2 separate regions of the Mus musculus genome follow, and region 1 is linked to region 2. Evidence: chromatin contacts called from public promoter capture Hi-C data. All regions are on one chromosome and are shown on one strand. The core of a region is the stretch at or near the end of the contact, and the rest is flanking DNA. Distances in the headings are between cores, read along the strand shown. Region 1 holds the start of Fam228a (family with sequence similarity 228, member A). Region 2 holds the start of Itsn2 (intersectin 2).

Region 1 (5,294 bases), core at 1,134-3,633, 150 kb before region 2:
ATCACTCTACTGGGGTTCCTATCTGGCTACAGGAGGTGTCCTCTTCAGGTTCCACATCCCCAGTGTAGTGAGTCACAGCTAAGGTCATCCCCATTGATTCTTGGGTGCCTTCCTTATTCCAAGTCTCTCTCTGGTCCTAGAAATGCCCCCCATCTCTCCAACTCTGTCAGTTGCAGATTTCCATTCATTCTTATGGCCAACTGGCCATCTCTCCTGAGCCAGGGTCTTGTGATTTTACTCTTCCTAGCTTGGAACTTGCTGTATAGACCAGTGTGACCTCAGATCCACAGAGTTGTGGCTGCTTCTACCTATGGAGTACTAGGATTAAAGGAAGACCACACACACATGCACACGCACATGTTCTTGATCTTTTTGTAAATCATGTAACTTACTTTCACACATTTAAAGCATAGCAGTTCTCAAAAGATTCTAAGACAAGTATATTGTATTAATACTCAGCTATAGTTAGCAACATTTAGCTTTTAACTTAATGTCCCAGAGGAACAATGAAGTTGGAAGGTGAATTAGTCCAGAGGTCAGAGAAGTTACTAGCTTGGGCATCAGTACTTGAGTCATCCTGATATCATGTTATTTGAAGCCATAGGATAATCTGAGAATGAGTGTCAAGAAGGTCTGAGGGCTAGGTTCTGTGAGAGGAGTTAGCTCTGGCCAGAGTGGCTTTAAGGACTAGCTCTCCTTAGCCAAGGGACACTCTGGTCCTGTAAGCACTTTATCCCTATGGCACTCTCAACTCTTTTTCTTTTGTCACTTTTCAAAGGTTTTGACAGCCACATATCCTGATTCTTGATCTGTGCAAGGGCACTGAAGATGGATGCTTTAGAGGAAGTTACCTGCTGGGAGGAATCCTTTTGAGAGGGACAAAGGAAGACACTTAACCATTCTGTTCTGATCTTCAATAAACTCTCAATTGTTAGTTCAGTGTCTGTGATGATTAAGAAATGACAGCACCTTTCCCCAGAAGTTTATTTTCCTCTGAAGTTAAAAAGCATCACCAAAGGATCCATAGAAATGGTGACTTTACTGGATGCCTGTCTCAATTCATTTGGTTTGTGACTAAATTCTTTCTGCTCAGGTACCACTGAAATTGAGTCTTAAGATAGTGTCTCATTCCATATACGTTATCTGCCTTATTCCCCTGAACAGTTATCCAGTCTCTTAAAATCTTTCCTTCAATCTACACATGGTTCCAGGTAAAAACTCAATAAATGTTTAAAAAAAATATTGTGAGAAATTTCAGAAAAATGTATACAAATGGAGATAATTGTTTAAGAAACCTGCATTCAGTTTCAATAATGAAAACATGGTCTGTCTTGCTTTACCTATTGCTACACAGTTCTCAACCACAACAAAATGTAGAAGCAGCTCTTAGATATGTTTCCAAAGATTGTCTTTCCAGATGGTAGACAGTAGCCTCCTTTTTCTTTCCCTGTCCTTGGATGGGAATAGCAATTCCAAATACTTCACAAATAGTTCCTTTGAAAGAGCCTCTTCCTGGTTGTATATGACTGTAACCCCTCCAACCCCCTGGAGGCTGATGCAGGATTCCAAGTTGCAGGCCAGCCTCTGAGTACATAGGCTTAAGATGAAATATGAAAGGTTGTGGACAGTCAGCTATTGAATGGATCACAGGGCCCCCAATGGAGGAGCTAGAGAAAGCACCCAAGGAACTAAAGGGAACTGCAACCCTATAGGTGGAACAACAATATGAACTAACCAGTACCCCGGAGCTCTTGTCTCTAGCTGCATATGTATCAAAAGATGGCCTAGTCAGCCATCACTGGAAAGAGAGGCCCATTGGACTTGCAAACTTTATATGCCCTAGTACAGGGGAACGCCAGGGCCAAAAAGGGGGAGTGAGTGGGTAGGGGAGTGGGGGTGTGGGTATGGGGGACTTTTGGGATAGCACTGGAAATGTAAATGAGGAAAATACCTAATTAAAAAAATTATTCTCAGTGGAAAAAAAAAAGGTTGTGGACAACTACCACACAGAATGTCATACTGTTACATTGTATATGTATGTATGTATGTATGTATGTGTGTATATATATATATATATATATATATATATATATATATATATATATTCCATATTTAATATTTGTCAGGTGTTACGATTTGCTATCACAACTTACATTAAATACATTTTTATTTACAATTTTAAAGTTATTTTTAATATCAGTAACTACTAATAAACTTCAACCAGGGACTCTGACATCCCACACTCCTACAAATTGAGGGGAAACGCCTCTGAAAGGCAAGGAGAGAGGCTAAGTTTAAAGAAAGTGTTCTAGTTTCCTGTGGATACGCCATTCTCCTTTCCAGGGACGTTGGTGTCGCAGGCCAGCTAGACCGCGTGGCCTTGCTTCCTACACTTACTGACTGAGGCTGAGGTACCACCCACCGGAACTGGCTGAGGTAGTGCGCAGTGTGCCCAGGGCAGCAACCAGCCACTGGAGAGTAGGCCAGCCCCGAGGCAACCTGGGAGGCCTGTGGGTCTGAGGTGACCAGTGACCCGCACGGGAGCGTCCATTTGTTGGGAGGGGAGCCTGTGTCCTGCGGTGACCAGCGAACAGCGTGGCTTGTGGGCCTGAGGTGATCAGTGACCCGCACGGGAGCGTCCATCTGTTGGGAGGGGAGCCTGTGTCCTGTGGGCCTGAAGTAACCAGTCAGCAGTGCAGGATTAGCCATCTGAGGGGAGGCCTGTGGGATCTCCAGTGCAGGAGCTTCCATCTGAGGCCTAAGGTAGTCTCCCTTACCCACTCAACAACCCAGGAACATCCTTCTGACGGGAGGCCTGCAGCCCCGAGGCAGCCACCTCTCCCTGATGAGAGACATCACCCATCACCCTCAGCCTTGGGCTATGCAACCAGTAATGCTATCTCCTTCTGTCCCAGGACAGCGAGGGAGGGGGCTCTAGGACACAAGAAAGGAGGATGTCTAAACCTAGTTCGAAGTCTCTAAGGCCATGCTTTTTCCACATTGACACACTAAGTCTCCTCAGTTTTTCTTGCTCAGGGATTCTACTACTTATGGCTGACACAAAAACTTCCAAGTGTGATGAACATTTCAGTGTGGAGAAACTAAAGGAATGGCCAGAGCCGGAGTCTGTTTCTTTAATGGAGGTAACATAACACAGCATTTTTTTCTTTCTCCTGCCTGCCTGCCTTTTTCATAAGAAGCAAGCTAATTTTACCTGGAGCCAAGTGATAGTTCCTATTGTGGATACACTGTCAAGATTGATATGGGGTTTCTCGGGTGAAAGTACTTCAAGGCCTCTTGATTTTCTTTTCTTTCTTTTTTATGTTTTTAAAAGAACTATTTATATATCTTATATATACTGTAGCTGTATGTTGTACATTGTAGCTGTCTTCAGACACAACAGAAGAGGACATCGGACCCCATTACAGATGGTTGTGAGCCACCATGTGATTGCTGGGAATTGAACTCAGGACCTCTGGAAGAGCAGTCACTGAGCCATCTCTCCAGCCCTTGATTTTCTTTTTGAGGCATCTTTCAATGGGACACAAAATTCCTTGAGTTTAGGACCAATTTGGCGTCAATTACGTGTATATTTCTAGTATTTTATGACCTAGATTAGGTATGTAGAAGGATCCAGTGAGTGGAAATGCCTGGGTACACATTTGACCAAAAGCCATTCTGAAGGACAGGATGGCTGCCAGGTAGGTAACCTAGGTAGGTAAATGTGACAGCCCAGAGCTTGCCATTCCATGTCTGATAAGGATTTGTTCATAAAGCTTTAGTTTTAGGATTTTATGGTTTGCCTCATTGTAAGGAAGGCTCTTGAGAATTTTTCTTGTCCCCTTTGCCATAGTGACAATAAGAATTGTGAAATACGAGTTTAATATTTTTGCATTTGTGAACAGGGGATTTCATTGAGGCGGCTATGAATCATTAACATGTCTATATTTTCTGAAAAAAGTTCAAAGAATGGCTTATCAATGACAGACAATCTAGATCTCTTTTTACAAATTAAGTTATATTTCTCTGTGTGTGTGTATACAGAAGGCAAACACACAGGGTCAGGAAGTCAGAGGACAATTTTCAGGAGTGGGTTTTCTCCGACCATGAGTGTCCCAGGGATTGAACCCAGGGGTCAGGAATGGTGGCAAGCATCTTTACTGGTTAACCCATCTTGACCGCCTCTTATGGCCTCCTCCTCCTTTTCCTTCTCCTCCTCCTCCTCATTATCACTATTATTATTTATAGTAGACCTGGCTGGTCTGGAATTTGCTATGTATACTAGGCTAGCCTGGAACTTTTGGAGATCCTTCCTGGCTCTGCCTCCAAAGTGGCAGGAGTAAAGGTATGTGCCATCCTACCTAGCTAACTTCTTTTTCATAAAAAGTTGTTGAGCAAGAGTGTATCTTTGTTCATTTACTAATAATCTTACTAAGAAGTCTAAAATATGTGATAAGTATACCAGTGATACCTACCAACGTGTATGTCTACTTCTCTAAATAGTGATTATTCTGTGTTTACTGTATAGTATCAGGGGAACATTTTGTCTTACATACTTTTTTCATTGTATTTTAAGATAATTCTGACCAGGCTTTAAAGTAAAATTGTACATATCCTAGAACTTACATTGGAGAAGATCTGATGAGCTGATCAGATAGCACTTTGGATTTCATGTGAGCTTACGTTACGGGTGGAAAAATGCAACTCTCCTTTTGAGACATCTCCTATCTACAGATGTGGTGCCTGAGGTTAGGATTTAGTTGGTCTTGATGCATCCAGTGTGGTAGACCAGAAGGATGAGCCACAACTGAATAACAAAATTCTAAGAAATTCTAAGAGTTTTCACGAGGGGTCGTTATTTTAGGCAACAGTGTTTGCGTTGTTCCTCTTCAGTCATTTCAGGAGAAAGGCTGCTGAGCCGTTCACAGCAATGCTGTTGAGAAGCACCATAGTGAGGGTTTGGTGCATTGCTGGTCTCACACTCACAATGAACACAGGAAGCCCCTGCCCAGCTCAGAGGCGCAGGCCAGTTTCACCGACTTGAGTTTTCTGAGTTTCGCTGTTAGTTTTTTGAGACAGGGTCTCATGTAACCCAGGCTGGCCTCTAACACCACCATACCTATTTTGTGTCATTTTAGGGATTGAACTAAGAGCCTTCTAAAAGGCTTCATGTCTCCCAGGCAAGCATTCCACCAGCTGAAGCACATCCCCAACCGTTGAGGTTTTGTTGTATGAAGAGACCTAGCAGAAGGCAAATCTTCAAGGGGCTCTTATTGAAAAGAGAGCTCATTTTA
Region 2 (5,360 bases), core at 1,381-3,880:
TGAATATGCATTGACCATGAAAAGGATTCAGAAAACATAAGCCAGGTGGTTAAATACAACAAATTAAGTGTCTCCCATCTGGTAGTAACTCCCTGATTGTCCGCCATAATCACAGTTGAATAGCTGTACAGTAAATAACAGAGTTTTATTCAGTGTCTTGATATGGCTGACAGTATATAACAACGTTATTTAGTGTCTTCATATGGCTGTGAAACTGCCCTTTAATTGAACCTCTCAAAACACTGCAAATGAAATACGTTGCACTCTTAGAGTTATGAAAATACATTATTTCTCGGTCTATTCACTGTTATTTCTGTTCAGTTTCCTCCCCCATTTCCTCTGTGCCTCATATCCTTTAAGCCCCATTCAGTTCCTCTTTCTCAAGAATACCTACATGCACGTTCTACCCCGGAGGGTGTGTCAATGTGCAACCACTGTAAAAGAGCCAAGTATAAATACATTTTAGATGTATGTTCAGCTTTAGATCTATGCAATTGCAGAAAGAGCTTAGGTGCTGAAGTTAAAAGAATTCTAAACTGAAACAAGACACTTGTTCTTACTAGCTCCGAGACCTAGAGCAGTCAGTTAAAAGTTAACATTTTACTTATCTATCTGATGGGAGGACATTACTTACAAGGCCTTCATGTGCTTTAAATAAGTATATAAAACACTGAGCATAGTGTTTTATATACTTATTTAAATATAATATTAGTAAGTGCTCTATAAATGACCACCATGGGAGATACACTGTGATACTAAAGGAAGTTTAGTGGGTGATGCACAATACATATTTTTTTATCAGAAGGATGGAACTCTGTGAAACTCTAGATTGAAGATGAATCAAAACTAAATATCTTGAGATTTCATGCCCCTGGTAGCAGACAGCATGCTGAGAATATGTAAAATGGTCGTTTTACTCCTTAATACACACACACACACACACACACACACACCTCTAAAATTTCTAAGATTATATAAAAAAATGTCCACTTTGTATAGGATAAAATGACCAAAATAAATTCTTGAAAAATTCTCTAAGTTTGGGCAAAAGGTGTGTGTTACTCTGTTTTTGTAAAAATGCATTTTTAAAGTACAAATCCAATCCCCTGAATGTACATATCTCCTCACACTCAGGAAATATCGGGATTTGAGCCTTTGGATATGTTGAACATTTTTTTAACTTCGTTAAATGGTTACCAGCATTACTTGGAACAGCAGCAGCACACCAGTCATAAGAATAACCGCCAACGTAATGGCAAGCACATAACTGAATTTTGCAGGCCTCCCATCAACTTGTATAAATGTTGTAGGCCATGTTTCTAGATTGCTTTTAGGTTTTAGCACTGGATGACAATACAGCAAACCGTGAAAGGGAAGTTAGCAATTTCTCAAAGGCTTAAGCACCTAGTTTGGCCTCCAGTCTGTACTACCTAAACTAAGCTAACAACACAAAATTCCAAGTGACACCTTGCGTCCCCTGAGGAAGTAGGAAACGCCGTGAAACAGACAAGAAGCACGGAGTACGGCAGTAATTTCTGTGTCAACTTGAATTCCTATTGTAAAGTAGCTGGGTCTATCCAAAATGTTCCTGTTCGTTATGAATGCAAGTTTCAAATGAGTGTATTTGCCACGGACAATCACTGAATAACACAGAGCATGACCAATACCTGCAAACAGTGTCTTTCAGCAGAATGAAACTTGCAGCCTCGGTTTACCTACTCACTATGCACTTGTAGGTGCCTCTTCTCCCTTAAATAAGCAGTGAACTTTGGCTACAGAGACTCCTCGCTGTGCTTCCTATATATACCCTAGAAATGCATAATGCAGAAGTCAGCGCTTAACAGTTCTCAACTTTAGCTGTTATAACGCGAGCAGTGGACGCCAAGCATCCGCCCACTGTCCTCTCGTGACTCCGGCTACTTTGACGCACCGGGATGCGGCTCACCTGACACTCTGCAGCAACCCTGACCAAGGAGGAAAAAGAAAAGAAAGGAAGAAAGAAAGAAAAGAAAAGTCAACTAAGCCAAAATAAAATAGGTCCCCAAGGCAACGCGCACCCAGCCCAGATGCCCCTAAGGAAAGCCCGGAACCCGGTCGCCACCAGCGATAGGCGGAGGCCGTCACCTGCCAAGCGAGGCCGCGGCAAGGGGCCCGGGCTTCCCGGCCTCTGAGAGGAGCGGCCCGCCCGCCCCGCGGCGGAGGCAGGAACCCCGGGGCCGGAGGTTTCCGCCCGGCACGGCCGTCCTCGGCCGGGGCCTAGGGCGGGGGCCGCACGCGCTTCCGAGGACTGAACCCGGCGGTGCGCGGCGCGCAGCCCCCTCTGCCCGGCCCGTGGAACCCCGGGGGCGGCGGCGGCCGCACCTGCCCCGCGCCCCTCGGCCGCGCCGACGGGCGGCTTCACCCACCTGGCGCCTCGCGCACGTCCCGGCGCGACCCCGCGCGCTCCTCGACACCGGCGCGTGGGCGCGGCCAAGCTCCGGGAAGACCCTGCCGTGCCGCGGCCGCCGCCGCCGGGTCAGTCGTCAGGCCGGCCGCAGCGAACCTGTTGCGCAGCCTGTCACGGCTGCTGGGCTCTCAGCCGGCGCCGCCTCAGCCCCACAACAACATGGCGGCCGCGGCCTCCGCAGGAAGCCGGGGGGCGGGGAGGCGAGCGACGGGCGGGCAGTGACGGCCCGCCCGCCTAGCCGCGGGACACCTACTCCTCACCGTGGGGAGCGTGACACTGCGTGGCGCTCCTCCTCGCCCCCGGAACCGTGGAAGGCGTGGGCCGAAATGCTTCTCCTCCCGCCAGGTCCCGAAGCTCCGCGGCTGACAGCCCTTCCAGGAGCTGCCAAGACCCCCCACCTGGCTCCTCCTCTTCGAGGTGACTTGCCGGGGACTGGGTGGGACATTTCCTGCCACAGGACCCTAAGGTTTTGGAAAGGGCCAAGAGATGTCCAGGACATCCCCGTTGGACCACACATGGAGCTTGCTGTCTCTCAAGCTGGAACCTTCTTATTCACTGAAGGTCTCTTCGTTAACATGTGAGCAAGCCTTTCCTGAGAATGGGGAAGTTAGAGGTGCAAAGGAGTTGCCTCCACCTTTGCTGCAGATCCTTCTCAAGGACTCTCCTTAAAGGATTTTACCACACCCAAGAGTTAGCTGTCCATTCACCATCACACACACACACACACACACAGAGAGAGAGAGAGAGAGAGAGAAAGAGAGAGAGACAGAGACACAGAGACAGAGACAGAGACAGAGACTGAGAAAAAGCATCCCTCTGTTCACACACAAGAGCAAGCTCATGACAGACAGGAAGACCGTCCCGGACTTTTCTGCTTGCAGAAGCTAAACATCCTTACCCATCTAATAGGAGAAACTCATACTTAGAACTTATTTCTATTCTGTGGTTTCCTCACTCAAATCACCATTCTTTATCTGCTGTTTGACAGAGGCAACAGCACCCCCTGGACAAAAAAAAAGCTTTCTTAAGGTTGAGGATGAGGAAATGATGGTCCCTAATGGGCAAAATGGGAGTGTAAGGTTTCCATGGAAGGAAGTGTACTGAGATGCAAAACTCATAACGTAAACTGGTGCGTGCCTGTAACCCCTGCACACAGAGAACGAGTCGCATCAGTCTGACTGCTGAGAAGGATTGTGAATTTGAGGTCAGTCTAGGCTATATAAAAATTGTTTTTTAAAAATCCCATAAATAAATGGATGTTTTCAAACATTAGTATCCCTATGATTTCAATTGAAATGTGAGAGATATGTGTAGATCAGATGACCCCAGGCTTCACTGACCCCTGTTGGGGCTGATGCAGATAGAAAGTCTGACTTGAAAGAGATTGCGGAGATGCTCAGGGCCAACTGAACTGGACAACCAACTCTTAGGAGGAATTTAGCAAACATTGATGGTGATAAACAGGGTTTTCTTGCTCTCACGGTGTTTTCTTAACTCTTCAATTAGCCCTTGGCTTGCATTTTGGTGTTCGGGACTTGGTAACATTCACCTTGCCTTCTTTCTGTTGAGGTTGCTGGATCCTTGAGAGGAGGGCGGTGGGACGCAGGTGCATTTAAAGGCCTCCCTTGAAGAAACTGCAGAGCTATCAGAAATTGGAGTTCTGTATGTCTGCCTGCAGTATCCCAAACACTAAGTCAACAACTTGGGATTTTTTTTGTTTGGTTTTAGGGTTTTTTTTTGGGGGGGGGGGATGGTCTCTCTGTATAGCCTTGGCTGTCTTAGAACTCTCTTTGTAGACCAGGCTGGCCTCAGAGTCACAGTGATCTGCCTGCCTTTGTCTCCCAAGTGCTGATAATTCCAGTTTCTATTCAGAACTTGAGATCAATCTATCCTGTCACAATGTAGAGTATGAGGGCCTCCTCTAGCCTAGCTTCTCTTATACATACATATGCGATTCTGGAATAAATCTGGACTTACTTAGTGGATATAAGTAATGAGGGAAGAAAAGAAATGAAGGATTCTCAGATTGCTGGGCAGGCCTTGCTAACAGTAGTTCTTTCTGTTCAGCAAGCTAAATGGAATTTTGGAGGCTGGCAAACACAGAAGCAACCCAAGAAATGTTCTTGCTGCCTTTAGATCTTTCTTTCCCTACTTATGCAAAAACAGTCCTTTTTGTCGTTTTTGATTTTTGTTTTTAGGCTTGCAAAACCCTTCTTCTCTCCTTGTGTCTTCTTTAGCCAAATACCAGAGCACTCAGTGTCCAGCAAAAACTTCAGCACCTGAAATAGTCAGTCATTTCTCTCCACCCAGAATTCTCGTCATCCTCAGTCTTTAGGAATTTATGATTCAGGTAGGTGATGTAGCAACCCTCCCAGTTCATTCCTCCATTCATGGGCTGGTCTTGAAACTCTACCTGTGAATTCCCTCAGAATTTCCCAGATCTGACTGTCATTTGTTTACCTCTAGCATGGACTGTAGATGAATAACAAGCCCTACCTAATTCAGAGACGTTCTGTCAATTCCCTAAAAGATTAGTAGTTGGTGTAGCGTGAAAAGCTTAGGGAGCAGGGAAGTAAACTATGCATATCATATTTCTCCCTTTCTGCCAAATCTAGGATAGGCTCTTAGGCCATTACTATAAACCAAGGTTTTACCATGGGGACCCCTAACCACAAGCTCTTTTCCTTTCATGCTCCTTCCAGCCTTATAGATCCTGTTTTTAAAGACCCCATTCTTCATCCAAAAACCTCCCAGCCTGTCTTCAAAAGAAGACTATGATGGTAAGGACAGGCTAGAATAGACAGAAGGAAAATATGCAGATTTCAACCATAGTGTAAGGTAAATATTATATAGGAAACTGTGTGAACCAGGGGCTTGTCTTTTACATAAGACCTTTACCACTAATAGACTGCCT

What was found. Capture Hi-C pulls out chosen DNA fragments and counts their contacts.
Region 1: a promoter capture Hi-C map of liver shows a contact between it and region 2. The contact joins the promoter of Fam228a here to the promoter of Itsn2 in region 2. A contact is called at or near these places in 16 of 39 promoter capture datasets (the HPC-7 cell line, HPC-7-derived erythroid cells, Sertoli cells and 12 more), 8 of 484 Hi-C or Micro-C datasets (the G1E-ER4 cell line, embryonic stem cells and fetal liver), 4 of 115 datasets of contacts at active chromatin or transcription factors (the 230-238 cell line, the HPC-7 cell line, embryonic stem cells and 1 more) and 4 of 9 other capture datasets (adipose tissue, embryonic stem cells, liver and 1 more).

What each region holds. Positions count from the first base shown.
Region 1 is chr12:4,735,528-4,740,821 of GRCm38.p6, reverse strand. It overlaps Fam228a (family with sequence similarity 228, member A), which reads left to right and starts at 2,383. Exons shown (of 8, transcript NM_029107.3): 1 at 2,383-2,613; 2 at 3,037-3,143. The coding sequence starts at 3,051. It also overlaps a transcript of Fam228b not described here.
Region 2 is chr12:4,590,278-4,595,637 of GRCm38.p6, reverse strand. It overlaps Itsn2 (intersectin 2), which reads right to left and starts at 2,630. Exons shown (of 40, transcript NM_001198968.2): 1 at 2,406-2,630. Gm3625 (predicted gene 3625) reads left to right here and starts at 1,907. Exons shown (of 1, transcript NR_169069.1): 1 at 1,907-5,360.